Linked DNA regions of Anas platyrhynchos: region 1 is linked to region 2. Evidence: chromatin contacts called from public Hi-C data. All regions are on one chromosome and are shown on one strand. The core of a region is the stretch at or near the end of the contact, and the rest is flanking DNA. Distances in the headings are between cores, read along the strand shown.

Evidence for each region. Hi-C and Micro-C count contacts between places; a contact is called where the count stands out from the background.
Region 1: a Hi-C map of liver shows a contact between it and region 2, with 3 times the contacts expected there. The contact joins the promoter of LOC139999297 here to the enhancer-like site in region 2. A contact is called at or near these places in 3 of 8 Hi-C or Micro-C datasets (liver, skeletal muscle and subcutaneous adipose tissue).

What each region holds. Positions count from the first base shown.
Region 1 is chr22:7,491,605-7,498,752 of IASCAAS_PekinDuck_T2T, reverse strand. LOC139999297 reads left to right here and starts at 4,232. Exons shown (of 3, transcript XM_072027070.1): 1 at 4,232-4,242; 2 at 5,034-5,765. The coding sequence starts at 4,232. FBLIM1 (filamin binding LIM protein 1) reads left to right here. Exons shown (of 9, transcript XM_038166684.2): 6 at 1-108; 7 at 194-372; 8 at 458-575; 9 at 767-1,084. The coding sequence ends at 880.
Region 2 is chr22:7,416,572-7,423,591 of IASCAAS_PekinDuck_T2T, reverse strand. It overlaps SPEN (spen family transcriptional repressor), which reads left to right. Exons shown (of 16, transcript XM_072026946.1): 11 at 1-1,883; 12 at 2,487-2,900; 13 at 3,889-4,083; 14 at 4,571-4,729; 15 at 5,778-5,903; 16 at 6,352-7,020. The coding sequence ends at 6,438. Among named protein-coding and RNA genes, the nearest start is that of ZBTB17, 13 kb to the right of the region's middle. Within about 2 kb of position 3,476, at least 2 of the 8 cell types and tissues checked have an H3K27ac peak or open chromatin away from gene starts, as enhancers often do.

The sequences.
Region 1 (7,148 bases), core at 2,983-5,482, 74 kb before region 2:
AAGCAGTACCACGCCGACTGCTTCACCTGCCGGACCTGCCAGCAGCGCCTGGCCGGGCAGCGCTACTACCAAAGGGACGGGCGCCCCACGTGCGACGCCTGCTACCAGGTACCCGGCCCTACAGGACACTCGGTGCCCCCGGGACATCAGGGGGGTGCCGGCATCTCCAGCATCTTCCCCCCATCGCCTCCAGGCCACGCTGGAGAAATGCGCCAAGTGCCAGGGGCTGATCACGGAGCGCATCGTGAGGGCCATGGGCAAGGGCTTCCACCCCAGCTGCTTCGCCTGCACCGCCTGCGGCCAGGCCATCGGCGCCGAGAGCTTTGCCGTGGATGAGCGGGACGAGGTGTACTGCGTGGCTGACTTCTACAGGTAGGAGAGCAGCCTGGGTGGGGGCTTTCGGCTGGTCCCAGCCACCCCCCCGAGGCTCGTCTCACCCCTCCTTTGTCCCACCAAGGAAATACGCCCCGGTGTGCGGTGCCTGCAAGCTCCCCATCATCCCCAGTGAGGACCAGGACACCTACAAGATCGAGTGCCTGGGACGCAGCTTCCATGAGAGCTGCTACCGCTGCGAGGTACGGCCCCGGGGGACAGAGGGAGGGCAAAACACAAGTGGGGCTGTCCTGGTGCCTCCGCAAAGCACCCGCGGTTGGTGTTGGACACGAGGTGGGTTTGGGGAGAAAGCAGGGCGCAATGGTGCGGCGTCCTGCATGCGATGCAGCGCGGGGCTCAGCTGCAGCCTCTGCACCCCCCTGCTCCTCCGCAGAGCTGTGGGACACCCCTGTCACCGGAGCCGACGGAGGATGGGTGCTACCCCCTGGGCCAGCACCTCCTCTGCAAGTCCTGCCACGTCCGCCGGCGGAACGAGTCGTCCTGCTAAAAAAACCCCGCTTGTCCCACGATGGACGCGCAGGGAGCGGCGGGACCAGCGTTTCATCAGCACAACGTGCCGGGACCCTGTCCCTCAGCCCTCTTCCCAACCGCTCATTGCGAACAGAAAAAGCCCTGGAAGAGCAGCAGTGGTGGGCGAGCTGAGGTTTCCCTTGCTTTTTTTTTTAAAAAAAAAAAAAACTTCTGAGGCCGGTTTGGTTTCCTTGGTGTTTTTCTTTCTTCTTGAACTTCCTTGGGGTTTCATTTAAACGTTTCTCTCTGGGGTGATGCAGAGAGCAGCGCTGATTTAGCTCCTTGTAGTTAAATAAAACCCCAACCTAAAAATGCACTTTCTTTCATCCACCCGTTTCCTGTGTCCCAGACCTTACAAAACACAAGTTTGCAAATAGGGAAAAAGCCACTTTTTGACTTACGGGCTGCTGTGGGTGGCAGGAGGCTGGACGTGAGCTCGCTTGGGTTGCTCGCTGGTAACGCAGCTGATTTTGGCGTGGGACGCGGTGATTCAGCAGGCTGGGGGAAAACAGGGTTATTTGGGGGGCTGGACTTGGGATTTTGCAATGCAGCGCTGATAAAAGGATGTTAGGAGGTTTGTTTTTGCTGATTGTCCGTGCGCTGTCTCAAACAAGTCTCAGAGCCAGCAGAGGGCAGCCGGAGCACAAATTCCCCCATCAGGCAGAAAAAAAGTCTAAAGTCTGTCTTCTGGATACGACAGCACTGGTACCGATGCCTTGTGTTTGCATCTTATCCGAGATAATACTGCGCCGCTGGAAGGAGCTTTTTGACTTTCCTTTGGTCCAATGTGGAAAAAAAGGCTGAAATTAACCCTTTTCCCTGTGCTTCTGACATCTGTGCAAGCAGTGCCACCAGCACTCATTGTGTTTGGGAGTGTTTTACAAACCAGACAGACAAAGAAAAAAAAAGAGGCCAAACAACCAGAAAAACAGCAGATAAATGCTTCTAGGTGACGTTGAATAACAGCACGTGCTGTATTTCTGAACGAAAGGGTTAACGTATGGGTAATGTATGCACTGGAGCCCTGGCTGGCTGATTAATCACAGCAACCCCGCAAATGTTTCCTGCTGTCTCTCCCCATCTACAAAGCCTCTTACTCACGTTGGTAATGTGCGTCTATGGCCATCAATCAGGTCACAACTTGCTGTAAACTATTTATAAATAGGATGCTTATGGAAAGTTGTCATTCCCGGAGCCAGGACGGTCACGTATGGAGGTGGCTTTGGGTCTGGCTGGCCAGTGCTCAGAATCAGCTCGTTTCCAAAGCCTCTGCTCTGTGGGGAAAGCCAGGCACCGAAAGGATGCCAGAAAAGTACAAGGACATGGGCAGGACTGTGGGAGTGGGGAAGGGAAGTGCCAGAGAGCAAAGGGCTTCCCACTTTTTGCAGTATAGGTGTTTCCCAGATGGGGTTTTCAGGGAGGATGGAAGCGCTGATGCTGAGCAGTGTTCTGGATGTGTTATTGCACCGCACACTTGTTAATCCCTCCGTGCAGCACCTTTGGGTGCTTCACAGCTTCCCCACAGAGCGAGCCAGAACAGCGTATTAGCACCGGGCCTGGGGCGATTTTTAGCCAGAGGCAGGAAGGGAAAGGTTTTTATCAATACAAAGCCTTGGAGGGGAGAGCAGCAGGGCAAGGTGCAGCTGGAGAGTTCAGTGGCATGGCAAAGAGATGCAGATTTGTCAGATTTGGTATTTTTTTTCCAGGAGCAGAGGATGACAGGAGTAGGCAGATAGGGAGGTAAGCAGATAAAGGCTGATTTAAGCTGCTTTCTTGGTGGATAAGGGGAAAAGCATTATGAGCTGGGGCCTGGAGAGTGTTGTTAAGCCTGAAAAGCACAGCCCTGGGTTTTCCCCTGGGAGGATCTCGAGGAATTGTGCTGTATTTCCAGCCCTGGCTGAGCCGTGCAGAGATGTTCTGGGGGTCCCATCCAGCCGACGAGCAAGCAAATGCAGTCTGCAACAGCTCAGCCTGTCCTTGGGCTCCTCACCCCCTTACAAGCGATTTTGCAAGGGGAAAAGTTTAAAGTCTGCCTCCTTACTCAGCACCAATGCACCTGGATTTGCCAACAAAAATACAAAGCATGCCTGGAGCAACGCAAAGCTCCCGTTCTGCCCAGGGAGCCCCCCAAAGCCCTGCAGAGCCCCACCGAGACCACCCAGAGGTGTAAAATCCGCTTAAGGTCTCACTTGGTGCCTTCCAGCAGAGGTGCAAAAGGGCACGGAGGAGAGCCCGCGAAATGCGCCGGCCGGGCCCTGCCCGCCCCTTGGCTGCTGCAATCAGCCCGTCTTTTCTTGCAATCCCTCTTGGCAGGCCAAGACGAGCAGGGAGGGACCTGCGAGGCAGGCTGGCTGCCCTCCAAGGAGAAGCAAATGCAAATATTTCTTCACTTCAGCCTGGGTGCGGCCCGGGGATAAAATTTCTCTGGTCTTTCCCAGAGAAGGCATCTGATACGATACCCTAGTGAGGGCCCAATTTGCTCCCAGGAATATGAGAGTGTGTGACAAAACCTGCAAACGATTTTTTCTTGTGACTCAAGGGACAGCCATGTTTGTTAAAATGAGCTTTTAAATTGAAGGATGAGCTGACAGGCATGGCCATACTGTTTTTAAATCGGTGATCGAGGTTTCGGTTTGTAACAAACTGTGCCTCTTACAGGTTTTGTTTGTAAACCGAAGATTTTGGTGCAGCATAAGCAAGCCTGTAAAGGGAAACGGGTTGGAAACTGCCCCATCAGCCGTGAGAAATGCAAAAAGCAGGCAGAGAACAGAGGGGGAGAGACGAGCCGGATTCCTCACATGCTTTCCCTCTGCCATCACCGCCTCCAAGGTGCTGTTGGCCGTGGAAAGCTGCCGGGGAGCAGCGAACGAGAGCCAGCCACCAGCAAACGCTGTGGCAAAATGGGTCAGTTCTCAGGAGGGAAAACTGAGGCTAGAGCAGTTGAGGGGGCATTGCTGGCTGGAAAGCTGTTCATGGTGATGCTTTGTTTTCCTTTTAAACAGGACAGAGAGCCGAAGAACTGTGTTTTTTTTTTTTTTTTTTTTTTTTTTTTTTTCCTTTGGTTGACCTGAGTTAATTACAAACATATCCCAGCCAGATTGCTGCAGCGTTGTCCTTTCCAGCAGACCATTCGGACGCATTTCCTTCACCTTCCTGTATGCAAATTCCTTCATCTTCCTGTATTCAGTGCAACCGAAAAAGCTAACAGCTCTTTCATGAAATGTGGTCTGGTTGAGGTAGAAGGATGAAAAGCAGACGGAATCATTCTGGGTTAAAAATAAGTGGAGCAGTGCAAGCCCTGAATGTCTCCAGCTTCGTAATTTGGAGCATGGCCAGGATGTAAAAAAAAAAAAAAAAAGAAAAAGAAACACCAAACCACCGTGCACTATTCTCCTTTTTTTCCAGTCTCCCTGCAAAAGCAAGCTATCCAGGCTGCGATATGTTTATGGGAGGATCCCAAAGCAGGATCAGGCTAGGATTGTCACCTAAATACCCAGTGCTGGGATTTATTTTTAACACATACTGTGTTTTTGATACGGGAGGCGAAATCGATGCAGCCTGTTATGCAAGCGTTACCAGCCTGCAAATTATACGCTGTGTTAAAAAAAATCAAGGGGAAAAAAAAAAAAAAAAAAAGAGGAAAAAAGAAAACACAACCCACCCTATTTCTGAAAATAGATGCATGGCACATGTCTGCAAGCAGGGCTTTGACATTTTATATCCCAGCTTTATTTCATCGCGTCAGTGGTGATTACAGCATCCTGCAGCCCCATTTCCTGGCTGTGAATTAATGATTTTCACTTGGACCTGACTTCAAGCAGCTTATGTTTCTTCTTTATTTTGCGGGGGTGTTGATTAGAGTCCATAGGTGTGGGGTTTTGTTGAAAAAAAAAGGCTGGGATAGATTTCTCTCGGGGGTAATGCTGCATTGTGCAGCAGCAGGGCGTTTGTCAGGGCAGCTCATTGACCTCGGTGATTTATCACTGGAGGCAGGAGGCGGGGGAAATATCTCCTAGAAATAAATATATCCCTTAATTCTCCGTGCGGCTAAACTTTCCCTCACAGCCCAGCCGGGGGAATAGACTTTAATCTCCTTTATGCGCCCCTGCGGATGGCTTCGTCCGAGGCAGGATTGCGCTGAGGCGATCGGCATCGCCCCTCCGCCGCCGGCCGCCTCCCTTTCTCGTTTTAAGGGCACCACGTAGCCTCCCCATTTTGCGGAGGGAAGAAAAAAAAATAAAAAAAAAACATAGCAAAAGGAGGATATTTGCCTCACAAAAGAGGGAGGAGGAGGGGGCCGGGGGCTGCCCGCCTCAGGCACCACAGCGCCGCCTCGCCCGCGCGTGGCGGCCGCCCGCGGTACTGCAGGAGCCGCCCCGCCCGCCGCTCGCTTCACAAAATGGCCGCCCGGCCAGGCCACGGCGAGCGGCGCCCAGGCGACAAAATGGCGCCGGGCGGGCAGCGGGGGGAAGGACGGGCGGCGAGGGGCCGGGGCGGCGAGCGTGGGCAAAGCCCTGCCAGGAGCACGGCCGAGAGGCCCCCCCCGGCGTGCGGAGCCCCTCCAGGCGGGCTGTGAGAGCGCTGCGGGTGAAACCCGAGCTCCCCCCGCGCCTTCCTCACGCACCCCCCTTCTCCCCTCCGCCTTTGCAGAAGGACGCGAAAATGCCCGGAGCCGCGCGTTTCCACTCGGCCTCGGGGGCGACCTCGGCCTCCCCCCCCCGCCGCCATCGCCCCCGTGGTCCCCCCACGCCACAGCCCGCCAGCACCGACCCATTTGGGGTGTTTTTTCCCTCAGAGCGTGAAGATTTTGGGGCCAGAATTGCTCTTTCCACCACCCCCTCCACACATGCACGCACCCCAAGGTGGGTAGTTCTGTGCCTAATTCTTTCTCCTCCACCGCTTTTTCTCCTTCGTAGGGGTTGAAGCCACCGCCTCTGGCTCTCCTCACAGCGTGGAAAATGCCCAAACGTGATTAAAAAAAAAAAAAAAAGGCACCGAAAACCCAAAACACCCAAGGAGTGATTTATCTGCAGAGCTGGAGGGGCGCGGGGAAGAAGCTGCTGCTTGCCTGGCTCCACACGACAGCCTGCCCGCCATTCGGGTAATTAAAAGCATATACTTGGTGTGATCAGACGTGGTAATACCGTAAAAAAACACCCCGTCACATCCAAATGCTCGCTGGAGGCTGCAGCCAAGGTACCACGTACGCTTTTTCTTTTCCTTTTTTTTTTTTTTGTTAATGCTGTCTTACCTTTCTCTGCACCACAGTATTGTTACATTATAACATTGCCCCTGCTTTGTTAAAAACCACACACCTAAAATACTATTACTTTTTTATTATTATTTTTCCCCTAGAATTATAGATTTAGGCCCATGCAGATGTTATTTTATTTCTACATATATGTATATTTATATATCTCTTTCTTCCAAGGACTGATTACAGAATATAAAACAAAAGCCACACACCTAAAACACTATGATTTAATTACATATAATTACTCAATTTTGGCCCGTATATATGTTTGATTTTATATTTATATATATATATTACCTGTGTTTTCCTCCATTGGCTTTCTACTACAATATATCCTAAAAGCAGAGGAAAAAAATGCCATTAAAAAAAAAAAAAAAAGGAAAAAAAGAAAAAAGCAACCCATTTCTTTTTAACAGTCCATGATGGAAGTTTGTGCCTGAATGTTTTATTTGTTCCACAGAGATGTAGATTTTTCCATGGGATATTTGGGGAGGATTTTTTGAATTAAAAGATAAAAATAAAAAATGAAAACAATGAAACAGAACCAAAAATGAAAAAAAAAAATACAAAAACAAACCCCAGTAACTGAAGCTGCAAACGCAATCAAATAGTCCAGATCAGACAATTCATTGTACCAAGAAGAGAGGACAAATTAGTTCAACTTAAGTGGCAGGGCTTTGCTGTAGCTCCGGGAGGAGGGATCAGCTCCTTTATTCCACCATCTAGCGCTCCAAACACCACCATTTTTTGTGCTTTTGTGTTGGTGCGTTTTGTTTCCAGCCTCGCAGGCTGCAAAACCCCGCGGCGCATATGTTGTACACTGAGATCTGCTGCAGGCAGGCAGAGCCGTGCCCCGCTCCTTGGGCATTCCTTTCCCTTTTATTATCTGCTCTATGGCTCGCTCGCTTTCTTTTTTTTTTTTTTTTTTTTCTTTTTTTTTCTCCCTCTGTGGGTAGGAAGGTTTCTCTCCTCTCCCCAGCTTGGCTGCTTA
Region 2 (7,020 bases), core at 2,227-4,726:
TCCCTGTCACTAACGCTTTGGACCCACCGGTGGCCGAAGCACCGGTGTTCAGTGAAAAGGAAAAGATCAGTACTGTGATTGCTCCCAAAGCCACTTCTGTTATAAGCAGGATGCCCCACAGCGTTGACCTAGAGGAGGCTCCGAGGATCACCTTGGTGAAGCAAGCTCCCCAGACCCAGACGTGTCTTGTGAATGCCCCCTCACCAAAATTTAAACAGAGGTCAAGCACAAATGACAACAGTAGGTTTCATCCGGGATCAATGTCTATCATTGAGGATCGGCCTGTAGAGACTGGGTCCAGCCCAGGGCTGCGGGTAAACACGTCAGAAGGGGTTGTGCTTCTGAGCTACTCGGGGCAGAAGACGGAAGGCCCTCAGCGAATTAGTGCAAAGATCAGTCAGATTCCCCCAGCCAGTGCCGTCGACATAGAGTTTCAGCAGTCTGTATCCAAGTCTCAGATTAAACAGGAGCCTATTACTCCATCTCAGCCGACGCCGAAAGGCTCTCAGACCTCCACAGGTTATGGGACTGTTTCCACCCATTCTTCTTTGGTACTAGGAACGCAGCCTTACAATACGTCCCCCGTGATCTCCTCTGTCAAGCAGGAGCGCGCTACCTTGGAGAAGTCCGACTCTGCCCACCTTTCTGTCCAGCCTCCGGCCTCTCAGCCTGGCAAGGTCCTCACGCAGACTGTAAACACTCCACCTGTGCTGGTTCACAACCAGATGGTTGTGAACAAAAAACTGCCCGATCCGGCTGCTCTCAAAGTGGAGACCAAGACCCTGCAGCCCTCCAACCTGAGTCCCGGAGTCAGTCCTCATCACCCTTCCCTCTCTGGGAAGATGCATTCGGAAGCGAACCACGTCAGCTCGGGACCCAGCACCCCAACTGAGCGGGCTATTTCTCACTTGGGGGTCACCAAACAGGAGCCACACTCGCCACGTACGAGCGGGCACTCGCCGTCGCCGTTCCCACGGGCTTGTCATCCCGGCAGCACGTCGTCTCCGGCTTTGTCGAGCAGCACGCCGGTCATGCTGGCGCCGGGAATCCCTGTGCCTCAGTACATCTCCAGCATGCACCCAGAGCAATCCGTCATCATGCCCCCACACAGCGTCACGCAGACTGTATCCCTGGGCCACCTGTCCCAAGGAGAGGTGAGGATGAACACCCCTCCTCTCTCCGGCATTCCTTACGGCATACGCCCAGAAGCTCTCCACTCCCCCAGAGCCGCTCTGCAACCCCAGATCGAAATTAAACCTCAGCGATCCAGCACGCCCCAGCCAGCGCCGATCAGAGACATCGTCATGCCCCCTCTGTCTTCTCAGCATCCCCCCGAGGAGGAGATGCACTACCACCACACCACGGTGTGCAGGGGGCCAGCCCCCGTCCAGCCCGACGTGCTGGTGATGCAGCCGGATTACCGCATGCACCCCACGAGCATCAGGCTGGACCAGTACAACGTCCCCCGGGATGTGAGGATGATCATGCACCCCCACATGGCCGCGGTGGGCGAGCACCACTCGGAAACCAGACAATCCCGAACGCCCGAAGGGGCTGTGAAAACGCCCCCCGTCAGCAAGACCCCGCAGCCTGGGAAGGAGACGCCCAAGTCCTCCGAAGGCAAGCTGGCCCACTCTCCTCACAGCGAGCCCCGGCTGCTCAGCGTCCCTTCCAGCAGCCAGCTCCCTGGGCTGCCGCTGACGCAGCCGGTGGTGGTACCTCACGGCGTACAGATCATGCACCCCGCGGGCAGCTCCTTTCACGACTACCGGTCTGTGTACGGCGACATGAGGAATTACCACACGGCAGCGCAGCTCGGGCATCCGCAGTTCCCGGGCGCATCGCCCATCGGGCTGCCTTCCCGGAGCATGACCCCGTCTCAGGTGAGAAACGCGGCTGTTCCTTCTCCTCCTGCTGAAATCACAAACGTTGTGAGCTCATGGCAGCCCCGGTGCGTTTCTGCATGATCATAGGAGCTGAGCTGAGCTCTCTGTGTGGGTACAGTCTCCCAGCCCAATTTAAGTTTGTCCCCAAAAGCACTAGAGGAGGCATTTTTGTTTTAGAAATAGGGGTTGAAGTAAAGAAACGTGTTTTGTTAGCCGTTCTAGGACTCAAAAAAAACAGAAAGTGTGATGCCTGCCTGGGGGGTTCTAGAGGAAGAGGTGCTGGGGGGAGAAATGTCAGCTCCAAGGTAGCACGTGGGTCCGACAAGCTTCCTGGGATGGATGGCATGGTTGAGGACAGCCCTGTGGGTCGGGGCTGAAGAGCAGGGCAGGGGGGATGTGGCTCCAGCTCTCAGGTGTGAGCGAGGGCTGCTGGCCCGGGGAGGGGAGGCTGGCCCAGGCACTGCTGCAGCAGGGCAGGTGTGCGCAGTGGCGTGGAGATGCGCTCACACGGTGTCCTGGCAGCTTTATCGGTGAACCAACAAACTCTGATACGCCTGCAGCCTAAAATGCTTCCTTTGTCCCCCACCGCCTGCTTCCCAGGGTCTCCCGGAGGGCGAGCACTCGCACCCCAGCCAGCCCGGACGCAGCAAGACTCCGCAGATCTCCCAGGACCCCAAGGGCCCACCGGCAGCGGGACCTGAACAGAGTCACCACCCCACTGTAAATAGGCATGCAGCACAGATAGACCCTCACGTCCACCTGCAGAGGGCACAAGCGGACACAGGCCAGACCTCCTACCCTTCGCCTGTTGCCATTTCAATTAAACAGGAGCTTCCGTCACCACACCAACCTCAGGCAGTTCCCAAGCAATCGCTGTTCATCCCAACAACGTCGGGCCCCGGGGCACCACCAGGGCTGTCCCTCAACCGCCCTGAGCCCCAGTCCGCCCTGAAACAGGAACCGTCTCCTCACCCTGTTTCGCAGAGACCTGTGGATATGGTTCAGCTTCTAACGGTAAGCATCGCTCCATCATCTTCTCCTGGCCGAGGAGCCTTGTGCTCTTTGCTCGATGTTGGGAGAGAAATAATCAGGGAGGTTCTGCCAGGCTCCCCTCATGTGTGGCATCAAAATTTGACATCTCTTGCATCAGATGCTTCAGATGTGGAGAATGCGCTTATCTGTCTGCTTCCTGGGCTGTTCCTGTCTCCGGTGAATTCTTAGCCGTGTTCACATTTACGTGGCATTTACTGGAGCCTCAACGTGCCATTAACGCTGTGGTGAATGGAGTGAGAGCAGCTTGTGCTTCTCTCACTCGTTTCAAACAGCCTGCAGGCTCAGGCAGGCAGTGCTGCATCATTTTTACAGTCAGCTGCTCCTGGGAAGGTGATGAAAAGAAAGAGTGATGGTGTATTTTATTTAAAGAAAAAGTAAAAGACACCCTCCCAAAGGCTAGAAACGGGAAGACAAAGAGGAGGGAGATGGCTTAGGAGCAGGCATGTCTGAGAGTGCTGACCAGGAGCCGAGAGTCGTGTTCAGCACCACATAATTCCTGTGTAACCTTGAGCAACTCTCCTGGTGCTGCTGTTTCTAAATTCTCCATTTGCAAAAGAGAAAATAACATTTGGTAAGAGCCCTGCTCTGACTCGCGCTGTGTGGGAGGCTGACATCGCTTGTGAAAGATTGGGAAGTGCTCTGATGTTACGATGAAGGGAGCCACCCAGGCATCGCGGCCAGCTGGAAGTAAAAGGACTGAGTTACTGATTTAGCAGGACCTAACCCAAGCCCGGACTGGCGCGTACGAAGGGCGATAAGATGTTACATCAGTGCCAAGTGCTTAGAACAAAGCAGTGGTGTCTTAATTGCCTGTGAAAGTATTAGAGGCAAACGAGCAGCTCAGATGGGGTTTCCGTCACAATTAAGATCCCTCTTGAACAGAGGAAAGCGCTTCTTGTGAGTTCCTTTTGTTCGTTCGTGCTGAGATTTCTTCTCCCTCTCTCTGCAGAAATACCCGATTGTGTGGCAGGGCCTTCTGGCGCTAAAAAACGACACGGCTGCTGTCCAGCTCCACTTCGTCTCTGGGAACAACGTCCTGGCGCACCGCTCCCTGCCCGCGCCGGAGGGAGGCCCGCCGCTGAGGATCGCGCAGCGCATGCGCCTGGAGGCTTCGCAGCTGGAGGGCGTCGCGCGCAGGATGATGGTACGGAGCGGGCAGCAGGGCTGGGGGCGGGCGAGGCTGCCTGCTCGGGGAGAAAAACCTAGCAAAACCCACCGCTTCTCCCTTTCTGACTCGGTTTGTGCTGCTTTGGGATCAGTCATAGCTGTGTTCTTCCTTTGGCCCTGTGTGAAATGCACATTGCGGGTAGGTCACTGCATTCAGGTGAGAGAAGAGGTGGGAAGCTGTACCTTTGAAAAGGCACCCGTCCTTCAGCCACGGAACAAACTCTGCTGGCTCTGACCTGGCGGAGTGGCGTGGAAGGTGGGAGCCACGGCAGCGAGTCGGTTTGGTCCCGTTTGCCATCTCCCAGCTGGCCGAGCTGTCAGCACACCTTTCGCAACACCCGCACTAACTTCGAAGGAGTTCAAAGAGGGGATTTTCCACCAAGGGCTTAGAGATAATGAATGTATGTCAGGAATGGGCCTGTTCCAAGCAAACATTTGACTTAATTGCTGTATTTTCTTTCCAGGTGGAGAGCGATTACTGTCTGTTACTGGCCTTGCCTTGCGGACGAGACCAGGAAGATGTAGTGAATCAGACTGAGTCACTTAAGGCTGCGTTCATCAGCTACCTGCAGGCTAAACAAGCTGCAGGAATCATCAACGTTCCCAACCCTGGCTCTAATCAGGTATTGGCAAGGAAAGTGGTGAAACTGTGGGTAAACTAAATCGAAGTCATGCATAGATAGTGGGACCTGCAGCCTTCCCCCCCAGGTCTTTATGCGAGATTGTAGTTAGGGTTTGTTGTTTTATCACTGAAACAAACCCTGCACATTTACCGTTCTTGTTACATCACTAGTCAAAATGCAGTGCAGCACACCAATTTAATTACTGAATGCAAACCAAAAAAAACAACAACAAAACACAACTGTTTTCATTCTTCACAGCCCTACATCTTTGGCTGAAAAGAAAACAAAACCTTTCTCCAGCTTCTTTTCTGTGTTGAAAGTAGAGCCCTCGCTTCTTCCTCGCATAAATACCAGAACACCTGGTGTTTTCTTGCTTGTCACTGCATAACGACAAAATGTTTGGGTTTGCTAATTCAGAGCATGTATTCCAGATGCGTTGCTTAATGAATCAAATTTAATCTGTTCTGGGTAAACAGCCCCTCACACTAAGTGGTCAGTGCTCAGAGCTACCACTGAAACATGAGCTTGAAATGATAAAAAATGGGAATTTTCTGTGCTTCATGGTGAAATCAGCCAGCTATGATGGCCCTGTTGCGGAGAAATTCCCTGCCTTGGGAACCACACCTGCCTCACTCAATAGCTTCTCCTTTTTAATACACGTGCACTGTTTTATGGTGCTTTCAGAGCACCAAAAGTGCTTTGTCACTGCATCTGAGTGTTCAATTTAAAGCATTTTAGGCCAGCACGGCTGGTATTTGGGTGCTTACGTAAGCTGTAACTTCCCTCTTTTCAAAACACGAAGGGGCGTGGAGTCTCAGGCCTCGCTCTGTCACTTGCTCGCTTTGATAGAATCACGTGCAACGTTTAAGATCAAGGCGAAGATGTCCAGCAGAGTGGGAGAGCGGAGGCTGCTGTTTTGCAAACCTTTAGCTGAATTTCTGCCATGCTCCACTCTCACCTGCTACCTTTTGGGTCATGCTGCACCACAGTCAGACAGGAGGGCTCCCTGCTTTGTTTCTCACCCATGTTTTCTCTCTTCCCCTTGCAGCCTGCCTACGTTCTGCAGATCTTCCCACCCTGCGAGTTCTCGGAAAGCCACCTGTCCCGCCTAGCCCCCGACCTCCTCGCCAGCATCTCGAACATCTCTCCTCACCTTATGATTGTCATCGCGTCGGTATGAGCTGTTTACTGGTTACTGACTTTTCCAAGGCCCTGCAGCAAAAAAAAAAAAAAAAAAAAAAAAAAAAAAATCACAAAAAAATACACAAAAAAGCCACAAAAAAAACCACAAAAAAATCACAAAAACACACAAAAAAATAAATAAAAATTAATAAAAAGAGAGCGAAAGTAATGAAACGAGAAAATGCTGCCAGACTACCAGCCTCCTGCCCTAACAGGCCTCGATCAAACTGTTGCTGGGTAGTAGTTCTGCTACCTTGTATGTTTACATATTGCTTTAGCTTATGGACAACTGATGCACTCAACAGGCGGACTGGTATTGGGTTTCTGTGCCTCCTTTTGGGGAAAATAAAGGATGGCTATTTTTTTTAACAAAAAGAAAATAAATAAAAAAGAACCTGAACTGCCTTTGCACTAAATTAGTGACTTGGACCTTTGCACAGTTGGAGACATGCTGTGACGTTCTGGATGTCTTGACACACATTAACACGCGCCGTGGACTAAACGCAGGACCTGGGAACTTCTGCTGAAATTTGTGGGTCAAGGATCATTTCACACATTATCTTTTTTTTTTTGATGGTTGTTTTTTTTTGTTTGTTTTTGTTTTGTTTCTTTTTTTTTTTTCTGGATGTGAACCTTCCTCTCCTCCACTTGCCCCTGCTGCAGCCGTCTTCTCTTCATCTGGGATGTACAGTTTACACTGAAAAAAAAAAAAACAAAAAACAAAAAGCAAAACAAAAGGGAGAGCTATTTTCCTTCCTGGTGGGATATGCAGAACTCAGTGGGTGTGTGTATATATAAATATATATATAATATATATAAATATATATAATACTGACTTTAAAAAAAAATCAAATCCCCACAACATACATTTTTTTTTAATCTGTGCCAAAAATGTGTTTTCAGAGAAAATCTTATTTTCATACTCAGACTTTGTATTGTCACTCATTTGTAAGTGCGCTTCATTTAAACATGACCTCCCCTCCCTCGTCTCATGAGCTGTGGAAGTGTTATACACTTGTACAAAGACTTTCTACCCTCCTCTCCCTCACCTCCCCTAACACTTATTAATTTATGGAACTGTTTTCTCAGCGCAGTTTTGTTTTGTGTGT